Linked DNA regions of Ovis aries: region 2 is linked to region 1. The links are chromatin contacts, called in public Hi-C maps. All regions are on one chromosome and are shown on one strand. The core of a region is the stretch at or near the end of the contact, and the rest is flanking DNA. Distances in the headings are between cores, read along the strand shown.

Region 1 (5,840 bases), core at 1,925-4,424:
TTTCTTAAATACCCTTGCCTTCTATGGAGTCAGAAGCCACAGGCAGCTGAGTATTTTAGAATCATCTGGTTCAGTCATTCATGCATTTAATCGAAAGTTAAAACAAATATTTAATCAGTACCCTCTGGGCCAGGTCATTTGCTAAATGCTAAGGATCCTGTGGTGAACAAGACACACAAACAACAGCCCTCAGGGAGCTAGTGACTTAGTAAGGAGGGAAGACACTGAACCTGTAACTCCAGTGTGATGGTCATTACCCGAGGGGAGTAGAGAGGCAGGAGGGCCTACTAATCCGAGAGATTTTCAGCAGAGGCCTGAGCAGGAGCGAGCCAGGAGAAAAGAGGAGAGCAGTGGAGGGTTCTGGCCTGGGAGAAAAGCAGGTGGGGAGGCCTTGAGGAGAGAGAGCCCATAGGAGGTGGTGAAAGAAGTTGAACCTTAGGGAGAGAGGCACCTGGTGAGGCTTTTAAGAAGAGGAGGACACTCAGAGAAAATAGGGCTTTATTTACTTGCATTACCCCTTCCCACCACTAGATGCCCTTCGGAGTACACCTTGTCTCCTTCAGCTCCCCCTTGGCAGCCTCTTTGGAAATGCAACAGCAGTCTCACTATTGGAGCAAAGGAAAATCATGGACCAAAAGGAGAGAGCCTCAGAGCTGTCCCAATTGTGTGGTCTGGCTATAAATTTAGACGGTTGCCTGGAAAAAACTAAAAACTCCCCTGCCTAGGCTTCATTCTTCCCATCACTCCCCACCCCCCCAGCAGCCGCTTTGTTCCTCTATCCTTGTAAAATTTTCTCTGTATAAAACGGGAACATCAGCCAAACATGTGGACTTCCCCTTTTCCATTCATTAGAAGAATGCATTACTTCAAAATCTCTTGGGAGCATTTAAATGCAAATCATGTCAAGAAGCCCTTCTAGCCACAACCCAAACCAGAACTTTCTTCCTTAATTACCATGCTTCTTAATGGCATCTCAACCCCTTGCCCTCTCCCTCAGATCACCCCCGAAGCCTCCAGCAAAGCCTGGTTCCCAGAACAGATTCTCATTCCCTTCCTGCACTTGCCTTTCCTCACCTTTGGCAATTCTTGAGCAACCTGCTCGCTAAGTGGTGCATGTAGCAGCCGCAGGAAGGGATGGAGCAACTTTCCAATTTACTGTGCTGAAAATGAGGAGGCAGATACTGTTTGGGGGCGAGGGTGGAGGTGTGTGTGTCTGTATGTTTGTGTCTGGGCTTTCCTAGTCCTCTGCTATGAAATAATATAGGAAATGCAGATGACTCAGCATGAATAGAGTCAAGATCCTCAGAGTTAGCATTTCTATATTCTCTGCTGTTTACCAAAAATGTGCTTATGCCATCAATCACTGACTTCTGCATCCTGCATTTTCTACTGAAAGCCTTTTATTTTAAAAAGAATAAACCTCAAGCTTCTTCTCTTCCTTTTCTTAAACTGAGCTCATTAGCAGTTGATGCCAAACTGTGAACTAGCTTTTTCTGAGCACAGAGGACTAAACTGGAAGGAAACGAGCATTTGTCCAAGGCGCCTCCCTGTCTGTCCTCTTTCAGGCCCTTCCCTGTATGATCTCTATGCCTAGAAGTTGGGCAGGTCAGCAAAATTTGATGGAAAAAGACATGATTAATGACTTGCTCACACAATTTCTGATCATGGTATGATGTGGAAACAACCATCAAGCACCTATCAGTGAAAAGCATCATCTCTTCTTGTTATTAATGTGCTTGCTGAGCACTAATCAAATACTTGGCACTACTCATAGCGTACAGAGATGCAGGCCTTGCCCCGGGGTGAGAAGCTTCTCTTAAAAATCTGGAGAATGGGAACTGAAATGGAAGCCCAAGTCCCAAATTTGTCAGCTCAGTGTCACATGAATTCTTTTTTGACTTGCTAGTGCGCTGTTATTGTGAGATCAGTGAGCCTAATTTTTAACTCACAACCACATTCCCACCTGCTTGCTGCTGCCCTCCCCCTAAACCCCCAAAATTAACAGACTTGCGGAGGCTGGGAAGGATAATGGCTAGATAGGTGTAGATGTGGGCAAAAAATCACCTGCATTTACCTGAGTTCCTCACTGCTCTTGCCTCAGTGCAGCCCATGAATACTGGCCTGAATGGAGGATCAGAGGATGTTGGGAATGCCCTCCTCAAAATGGTCCTCAGTATATTCCTACCTGCATTCCCCAGCACTCTTTCTTCATTCTTTCCCTTTTCCCTGAGGACAGAGAGTTAGTGGCTTGCCTTTTTCTTCTGTGAGCAGTTAGGCTCCAGAATCCTTTTGTTGCATAGCAGACTCTGTTCAGCCTCAGGTCCCCACATTTCTCCCTTTTTATTTAAGCCTCTGTCCCTGTGGCCGTCACGGTGTAATAATATTCCTGTTGCATCGGTTCCCTGTAGATGTGTTATCTCCCCTCTCTCCTCTTATTCACCCCACGGTTCAGTCAGAATCCTGTTTTCCTTCCCTCAGTTGTCATTTCTCAGGCTCTGGCTCCTCGTTCTTGGCCTGGTTTATTTCATGGAGCTGGGATTCAGTTTCTTCCGTTTCTGGAAAACCCTTTGTTCCTGGGATTCTTTGTGGTCTGAGTGTTCCCTTGGCCTCGCCCGGCAGCCCGTCTGGATCTTGCCCCGGCTTCCTCCTGACCGTGTCTGGCCCTGCGACCTATCTAGGTCTTTGGCTCGCTCCCTAACCTTCAGCGTCCCTGGGTCCTTCTCCAGCCGCGGCACAGGCCCAGCTCGGCTTCTCTCCAGCCAGGGGGCTCCCTCCTTTGTCCCGGCTCCGGGTGTGGGCCCGCCCCGAGTGGGGCAGCCCGCCCGCCCCGCCGAGTGGGCCCCGGGGCTCTCCCCCACCGCGGCGGCCGGCCGGGCCTTTCATCCCGACGCGCCGGGAGCCTCCCACCCGGCGGGGCTCGGGCGGAACGCCCCCGCGGGGGCCGGCCTCGCGCCCCCCACCCCGGCCCCGGCCGCGTCCCGGCCGCGCGGGGGGCCCACAGACCCCGGGGGTGGGGGTGGGGGTGGAGGGGGTCGCGGGGGCGGCCGCTCGGGGCCCGAGGAGGCGGCGGGGAGAGGGGCGGGGAGCGGGCCGGGCCTGGCGCTCCTGACGGGAGGAGCCGCCGCCGCCGGCGGGGCGGGCTGAGGGAGGAGCGGAGCCGAGGGGTGGGGAGGCGGAAACGCCAGCGGGACCGGCGGCGGGGCGCGAGCGGGCTGAGGAGCCGAGCGCGAGCGGCAGGCCGGACGAGGCGGGCGCGGAGCGGAGAACCGAGAGCCGGGGGCACCGCCACCACCGCCGCCCTCGGGCCGCACAAAGGGGTCGAGGCTGGGGCTGCCGCCTCAGCGCGCCGGCCTGGAAGCGGCGCCCGCCGGGGCCCCGGGAGAGCGCGGCGCGGGCGGCCATGGCCGGCTACGTGCCGGGTCAGCAGCCGGCCAACCGCAACCAGGAGAAGGAGTTCGTGCAGGCGTACGAGGATGTGCTGGAGCGCTACAAAGGTGCGGCGGCGGCGGGCGGGCGGGCGGCCCGGGCCGGGGACGGGCTGGAGCCGGGGCCCGCGGCAGGTGGGGCGGCGGGCGGGGTGGCGCCCACCCGCGCCGGGGCCGGGCCGGAGCGGCCGTGGGCCGAAGCCGGCTCGTTTCTAGAGTTGAGACGAGCCTCCGAGCCCTCTCCCACCTGGGACGGCGGCTTCACAGCACTAGTTACATTATGAGCCCTGTTATCTGGCCTCTGCTAGAAGGAGGCGAGGCCAGGCGCCGCTTCGGAGACCAAACGCGGCGGGGAGTGCGGGGAGGAGGAGGAGGAGGAGCCGGGGCGGGAGAAGCCACCCGTTCCTGGAGAGGCTCGGACCTCCGCGTGCCCGCCGGGGTCCCTCGCCCCCTTTTGTCTCCTTCGGCCTCCGATCAGTCGCGTGGCAGCGGAGGTTGTGAATCACCTTGGTTCCTTGGGGGTCGGGGTGGGGGGCAGTGGGTGAGCGTCGGGCGGGGTCGGTGAGCGTGCAGGTTTGGTGACGAGGTCGCCTCCCACCCCCAGCCCCTGGGCTTCCAGCCTGATCGAGGCAGGGGTCTACTGGTCTTGGTCCTCCCGACCCCCTAAAAATTTGTCTTGGGAGCTCGGATTTCCAACCCCTGGAAGCTCTCTTGCTAAGCAGTTCTGCAAGTTAATGCCTTGTCCAAAGCCTGGGTGTCTGCAGAGAAAGTTTTGACAGGCCCGGAGGCTGGTGGACCGCGTTTGCCTAACTGCTGGAGGTGCCCTTTAAGTGGAAGCAGGGATTCGTGGCCTCGGTAGGCCCATGCTTTGATTTTTAACATCTAGTTTTGGGATTTTGCTTTGTGTGGCGGTTGTGCTTGCCACAGACATGGAGATTTCCCCAGAAACTACATGGACAGCACTTTCTCCTGTTTTATTCAGCTGGGGCCCTTGTGACTGGGCCTTTAGTTTCTTTTCATCTGAAGGAGAGGAAACTTCAGCCCTTTTGACCGAGTCCAGCATACTTGTTTATGGCAGCCACTCAGTGAAGGGAAACTAATGAAGAAGCTGTAAAACGCTCCATCCCCCCGCCGTGCCATTAGAGCTCTGCTTGGGAATGCAGCAGAGAGAGAGAGAGGTAAAATGCTGAAATGGACCTGTTTAGGAGTTCTACTTGTTCCCTTCTGCATCAGCTCCTGTAAGCTGTCCAGGTTTTCCTGCCTGCAGCAAGTTTTCTGTCAACCCCCTTGTGGTCTTTCTTTTAAGAAATGTGGTTCATTTCAGTGCACAAAGGGATTAGATTGTGCTGCTGAACTTCATTAAAAAAAAAGTGCTGCTAAGTGGATGGTTTCATTAAGTTTCTTTTGCAGGATTTTGGGCAACTCTTGTGCCCCTCTGGGCCTGTCTCTGGCTGCTGTAGCTTTAAAAACCAGCAGAATTAAAACAAAAATAAGTGAAGAAATCCCAGTACTTCAGTGGATCATCTTGCTGGTGGCCTCCAGCTGAAAGGAAGTGCGATTGCTGGCAGGTGAAGCTAGGAAAGAAGGGGGAAGTAGGGTTTGTTCCAGGAGAGGCTCCTGTGTCCAGTCCTTTTAGCTGTTTCACTCAGTTTGGCCTTCCTCTGAAGGACTTTGATCAGGTGTATAGGAATTTGATCCTTCCCAGACACAGATCTCTTTTTTGAGGGGAAGAATGAGTCAAAAATGGTGGGCCAGAGTCAATTAACTTGAGCTATATGAGACTGTTGTGCAGTCTGCTTTATGCTTAAGTGCCAAAGAATTTCTCTCCCTTCTCTGCACCATTCTCACTGGGAAGTCAGGGTGGATTAGCATCCGAACCTTTGTTACTTTGCTGTGTGGAATTCCTGCATTTTCCAGACTTAGAAATCCCCTTATTACCTTATAGAGAACTGTTTGCCTAAGCTGGAATCAGTAGAGTGAGCAGGGGAGGTAGTTTGTGAGGTTAAAGCCAAACATTCTTTTGGAGAGAGTTGGGGAAAGAGATGTTGATGATGATGGGGATCCTAGACACTCATTGTTTGACCCTTAAATGACTTGGATCTCTCTGCTTCTATTAATTTGTAGTCTCCTCACTCTACAAATGAAACAGGATTTTCGTACTCAGGAGAGCTAAAGTTTTCAGTTATATACACTGTCCCAGAAGGGGCAAAGATGAGAAGGGAAGCGATGCATTTGCAGCCTGAGGGGAGTAGGGCAGTATGTGTTGCGGCTGTATTAGGGTTGGTTGTCAAGCATGGGTTTTTCAGAATTGTGCCTGGCAACCATTTGCCTGTGTGTTGGTAGTGAGCATGGTTTTGGCAGGATTGGATGCAGCCTGGAGATAAACACTCTCATCTCCTGAATATCCGAAAGGCT
Region 2 (5,840 bases), core at 2,151-4,650, 130 kb after region 1:
TGTAGAGTTAGAGAAAACCAGAGAAGGCCTTAATGGTCAAGGTAAATTGAAAAGAATTGATTAGCTAGAAGCCTCAATAAGGATGGAGAGTAGATTGGTTACTAGGATATAATAAAAATGTGAGCCATGAACAGTGGACACAGAGAAGGGCAGAAAGAACTCTGGAGCAGTTCTTGGTGATGGTGAGGTTGTTGCTGTGCAAGTGTCCAAAGCAGAGTGAAAATGAAAGTCATCCGAAGTGGGAAGGCAGCTGAGTTATACAGATGGGGCGACACCTGGGCCATCGAGCTGATGCCAAAATTGCCAAGAGAGATGGTAGAAGATGTGGGAGGGAAGGTAGGAGTTAGGTGTGAGGTCTCCAAGGAATGGACTGGCAGACACTGGAAGGTGGCTTGGCCGAGGAGGTGTTCAGAATCCACAGGGAAAGCTGCCGGCAGTGGGGCGGGGGAACGTGTACTTGGCTGGTGCTGCCAGCCCACCAGCTATGGGCCATAGTGATGAGAAGACCTGCACTGAGGCAGGAAGCAGGGCCTCCTGCCCCCAGTGTGCAGAAGAGGAGACAGAGATGCAGGAAAGGGGCAGAACTCGCCCAGTGTCCCGGTTGTTCAGGTTGCTGTAACAAAATATCATGGCCCGATGGCTTATAAACAACAGAAATTCATTTCTCATAGTTCTGCAGAAGTCCAAGAGGGAGGCAGATGTGCTGTAGCACAGCTGGTCCTGGTTCTGAGACCGCTTTTAGCAGCGTCCTCATGTGATGGGAAGGTCAAGGAGCTTTCTGGGTCTCTTTTATAAAGATACTAATCCCATTCCCTCAAGACCTAATCACCCCCAAAAGGTCCCACCTCCAGATACCTTCGGATTGGGTGTTAGGATTTAACCTATGAATTTTGGAGGGACACAGCATTCAGTCTATAGCACCGGTCATTAAGTTGAAGTGAGGATGCTGCCTGAGGTCTTGAGTACATGAAGGTTTCGGTTTAGCTGAAGAGACAAAGGAAGGGCAGCTTCACGGCAGCTGCCACAGTTGTCAGGAGCTCCATGAGGGTATGACAGAGACTCACGGGGTGGAGGTGGAAACAGGCTGGTTTTCCTAGGACACTCTGAAAGGCCCCCATCCCAGGAAATCCCTCAGTCTCCAGCACACAGGGATGGTTAGTCACCCTGGTGGGGGAAGGGCCTCTGTGTCTGTGTACATCGTGTTGCTGGAATGAGATTTGAGGAGTAAGGCAAGTGCTGTGGGAGGAGGGGAATAGGTGGGACAGGCCAGAGAGCGGTGAGGGATGGGAGGCAGATCTCTCTCTCTCTCACAACCTTGAAAAAATAAGACAGAGAAAGAAAAAAGGGCTGGGAAGACTTAATTAAAAAGCAGCTCACAATAGCAAATGCTTGCGAAATTGCTTTGCTGGTGGGATTGCAAAATGGTACAATCATGCTGGAAAATTGTTTGGCAGTTTCTTACAAAGCTAAACGTATACCATATGACCCAGCAATCCCACTCCTATGAATTTACCCTAGAGAAATGAAAACATGTACTCACACAAAAAAACTGTGCATGAATATAAGAGCTTTATTCATAACTGGCCCAACACGGAAACAACCCAGATCCCTTCAGTAGAGGAGTGGATAACTATTGTGTGTAGAATACAGGTATAAGGTATACAGGAATACTCCTCCACAGTGGAAAGGGGCAGGCTATTGCTCCAGGCAGCAACATGGATGGGGATCTCACGGCCATTGTGCTGAGTACAAAAAAGCCAGGATCTGAAGGTTACATACTATGGGACACCATTTATATAACATTCTGGGTAAAGCAAAGCTGGGAACAACAGATCAGTGGTTGCCAGGATTTAGGGGTGAAGGCAGGATTTGACTGCACAAAGTCCCGCCTTTTGGGGTTGATGCTCCTGTTTTGTTACCCTGATTATAGTGGTTGTTAACACAAATCTATACAGATGTGAAAACTCAAACTGTACACCGAAAAAAATTAACTGCGTATGAATAATGAAAATCTATAAAAAATGAAATCAAAACAAAAAGTTGCAGAGCTCTCAGACTAGCTTTTGTTTCTTTTTCAGGTGAAGCTAGTGAATATTCGCAACGATGACATCACAGATGGCAACCCCAAGCTGACCCTAGGCCTGATCTGGACCATTATCTTGCACTTCCAGGTAGGGTCTGTGAAGTCTGGGGTCCTGGTGTTCAGTCTGGACGTGGCCTAGACAGAGGTAGAGATTGCTCTGCTTTCCACAGGCACACTGAGCCTTCCTTCTCCGTATCTGTCAGTGAATGAGGGAGGGGGCAGAGCAGGGGCTCTAATGGAAGATGAGCATTGGCCTGGAGGCAACGCTGTTGCAGTGTAAACCGAGAACTTCCTCATCATTTGCATGACGAAGGGGGATTTTTCACCTATTTATGCTGTGGCTCTGGCACTGACAGTCTAGTTACTAGCAGTCTGCCCAGCTGAGTCAAAACTGGCTCTTTGGGGACTCAGAATGTGAGGGATGAGGCGAGATGTTGGATTTGTTGCTCAGGAAGGGTGGGGTGAAGCCTTATAATCCTGCTTGATGTAGACTTTTCTTCATCTCTAATGATCTTAAACAAGCCTGGTTAATTGTAGCACTGTCTTAGTCAGGTTGGGCTGCCGTAATGAACACTGTAGGCTGGGTGGTTTGCAGCAAGCATTCAGTTCTCATAGTTCTGGAGGCTGGATGTCTGAGATCAGGGTGCTAGCTTGGTTGGCTCCTTAGTGAGGGCCCTCTTCCTGGTTATATCCTCAGGTGACCTTTCCTTGGGGCATGCATACACAGAGATCTCATGTCCCTTCAACTTTTCATAAGGGTGTTAATCCCATTATGGAGGCTCCACTCTCCTGACCTCATCTAAACCTAATTACCTCTTAAAAGACCGCACCTTCAGTTACCGTCGCATCACGGCTATTATGGTTTTAATATATGAGTTTCGAGGGGACACAAACATTCAGTTCATAGCAAGCACCTTGGGATATGTGCTTGTAAACACAATCTTGTAGCGTCCATCACACCAAGAACAGTGGCATCTTGGTAGTGTTCACGTGGTTACACAGCCTTCCTGTTCCTTCTCCCTAAGGCAAATCCTCTTCAAGTCTAGGTACTATTGGAAAGTCACAGCCCTATTTTTATAAAAAAGACTATCTTGAATCACGTTAGCTCAACTTAACCAAACTATTTCTCAGACAACTCTCGAATACCCAACTGCTGTATGCAAGGCTAATAGATGACAGGGATCACTTCTTGAGCAGGTGGGAAAAGAAGGCTTATATAAATATCTCACTCAAGGGGCTGACTCCAGGGTCCCTGTGGCTGTGATGTCCCAGTTGGGGAGTCAGCGCCACCTGCTGGGTGAATGCAGAACAGCAGGTGTCCCAGAATTCCTGAGAATCTGAGAACTTCTGAGAACTCAGGGATTATAATTTCTTGGGGCTCTGGTTTGGAGCCGCTGCTGACAATCTGCAGCATAAGTATGCTTAGGAAAGCGTGGAGGTAACATGTGTTTTTGTGGAACCACAGGGTGTCCTCAGGCATGCTTTGGATATAGGGATAACCAGGAACATGAACTTGGCAAGTGTGCCTTGGCAGGGTTGGAACAAGAACCTTGTTGAGCTTTCATAGCGTTATCCCCTTGGCAGTCTTATGAACAGCGGGCTGTTCTAGAGGCATCTTTTTGGTTGTTTGTATGCCACAAACCATCTCTCACTTTGAGACACCAGTGCTATCCTGTAGCCGTGAGGTAAGAGGCATCTGCCTGCTGTGTCTCCCTTTCTCCTGACTGCAACTCACTCAACAGAAGGGGACTTCAGGGGCCAAGGAATGCAAACGGAATTGGCTAGTTACACTTCTCCTGGGACAGAAGATGTGGGGATAATGGTCCTTAACTGAGCATGCCATTAAGAAAATGTCCTAGAATTCTCCCTCTTTAAACATTTATGAAAAATTTCAGACATTGATAAATGCAGAGGAAATGGTTTAGAACGACCGTGTACTCGTCACTGAGCTCACCAGCCACTAACTCGTGGGCAGAGTCACACTGTCTGCTTCCTGATCCAGTCATCAAACCCTCCAGTAGGTTATTTTGAAAGGAGTCCCAGACATCATATGATTTCATCTGCGAGTGTTTCAGTGTGTCTCTCTGAAAGAGTCTTCATTTAAGCAAAGCACAGTATTATAGCTCTGTAAAAATCAGTAATTTCTTAAAATCATTGAATGTCTAAGCAGTGTTTAGGTTTCCCCAGTTATCTCATTTTAAAAATGGCTTGTTCGAATCCAAAGCCCACACATTGCATAAAATCTCTCTTCCCCTCTTTTTGTCCCCTTAACTGTTTGTTAAAGAAATCAGTCTTTTGTCCTGTGCTGTTTATGGAAAAGATGCTGGTGGCGTCTCTGGATGTTTTCTAACAGTCTCCTGCATCCTTCTGTATTGTCTGTAAACTGGTGCTTTGGACCTAGACCTGAGGCTGGATCACATTCAGATTCCCTTTTTTGTGCTGGGGCAGGGCAAGGATGGTGGTGTCGAGTTGCATACTTTGACTGCTGCACATCAGAATGTCTGTTATCTGTCTTTTCATCATGTTAAGCTTAATTGGTGGGTTCAGGTGTGACCAGCCTGATCCATTCCTTGTAGACCCTTTCACCCTTAGCAGCTACTGTTTCATTGTTTCATTAGAAGTTGCAACATGGTGATACTCAAAATTCTGAAATTTTTTCCTAAAGCAGAACTTTACCTCATCAATTACTCTGATAGTTCCTTTAAGAAAGGCAAGATAAATTTTGCCCTCTGTTTCAACAGTTTTCGAAATAATTAGTTGATTCTCTTAAGATTCTCTGTAAGACCAATGAAAGTTTCATTGTTGATACTCATCTTCCCTTAGTAACACTGTGACTCTCGGATTTCTACCAGACTTAAATGTGTTCCGATTGAATATTAGCTGTCATTCTTTGTAATATTCAGCTCGTCCTTTGGCCAGTGAGTTTTTTCACATTGACTCTGAGTCCTTCCTCATGATCCATATAGTCTTTGATAATGTCCTCTATTTCTTGTATGAAGAGCTGTTCCAGATACTTTTTGTATATTTCCTGTTTCAGGCCCAGGATTAGCAGCTTCTCCAAGGAACTGAAATTCTTTATTGACAACAGTCTGAGTGCTTCTTGGGTTGGTCACTCTTTCTGGGTGTTTTCTGTGGACAGAACTAGCCAACATTTGTATTTGACTTGTAAAAAGAAATCAAGAATTTATAATGTTTCTAATTGGTATTTAGAATTAGAGTTTTATTCAACCTCTTTGACTTTGTATTCTTTTTTTTCTTATGCTAAAAATCTTGATCCAAACAAAGCAAGGGAATATTACTTATTCCCTTTTCCATATACACACATGCAAACACGTGGATGCAAGTATGTATAAAATCATGTATATATTATAGTGCATATACAAAGTCATGTGCATAAATGCACAAATTTGTATATTTGAATAAAAATAACCATGACAGTGCTTTAGTAACAACACAATTACTGAAAAGTTTGTGATTTCTTTGCAGTTCTTTTTGTGCTTTAGTGTAAATCTCCTAAGGACATAGAAATAATTTTATATTAAAGCCATTTGAAATAACTTCTCTCTGTGTTGTTAAGCCATCAGTCTGATACAGAGGTTCATTTGTATTTTATATTTTTTCAGTTTTTAGCGATTACTGTTCTCCCTTTCAATTTTATTTTGCATTATATAAATCATATATACTCTTATAACGGGAAATTTCAAAAAGTGAATACAAGGTGTGTTCAGAGTTTCGTTTCTGCCCCCTCCATCCTGTT

The links. Hi-C and Micro-C count contacts between places; a contact is called where the count stands out from the background.
Region 2: a contact with region 1 is called in a Hi-C map of hypothalamus, with 5 times the contacts expected there. The contact joins the enhancer-like site here to the promoter of MACF1 in region 1. A contact is called at or near these places in 10 of 16 Hi-C or Micro-C datasets (blood, hypothalamus, liver and 6 more).

The regions. Positions count from the first base shown.
Region 1 is chr1:13,795,579-13,801,418 of ARS-UI_Ramb_v3.0, forward strand. MACF1 (microtubule actin crosslinking factor 1) reads left to right here and starts at 3,175. Exons shown (of 100, transcript XM_060395413.1): 1 at 3,175-3,494. The coding sequence starts at 3,401.
Region 2 is chr1:13,927,986-13,933,825 of ARS-UI_Ramb_v3.0, forward strand. It overlaps MACF1 (microtubule actin crosslinking factor 1), which reads left to right. Exons shown (of 100, transcript XM_060395413.1): 5 at 2,079-2,171. Among named protein-coding and RNA genes, the nearest start is that of TRNAR-GCG, 28 kb to the left of the region's middle. Within about 2 kb of position 3,401, at least 13 of the 54 cell types and tissues checked have an H3K27ac peak or open chromatin away from gene starts, as enhancers often do. A contact at or near this core is called in hypothalamus, where this site is marked.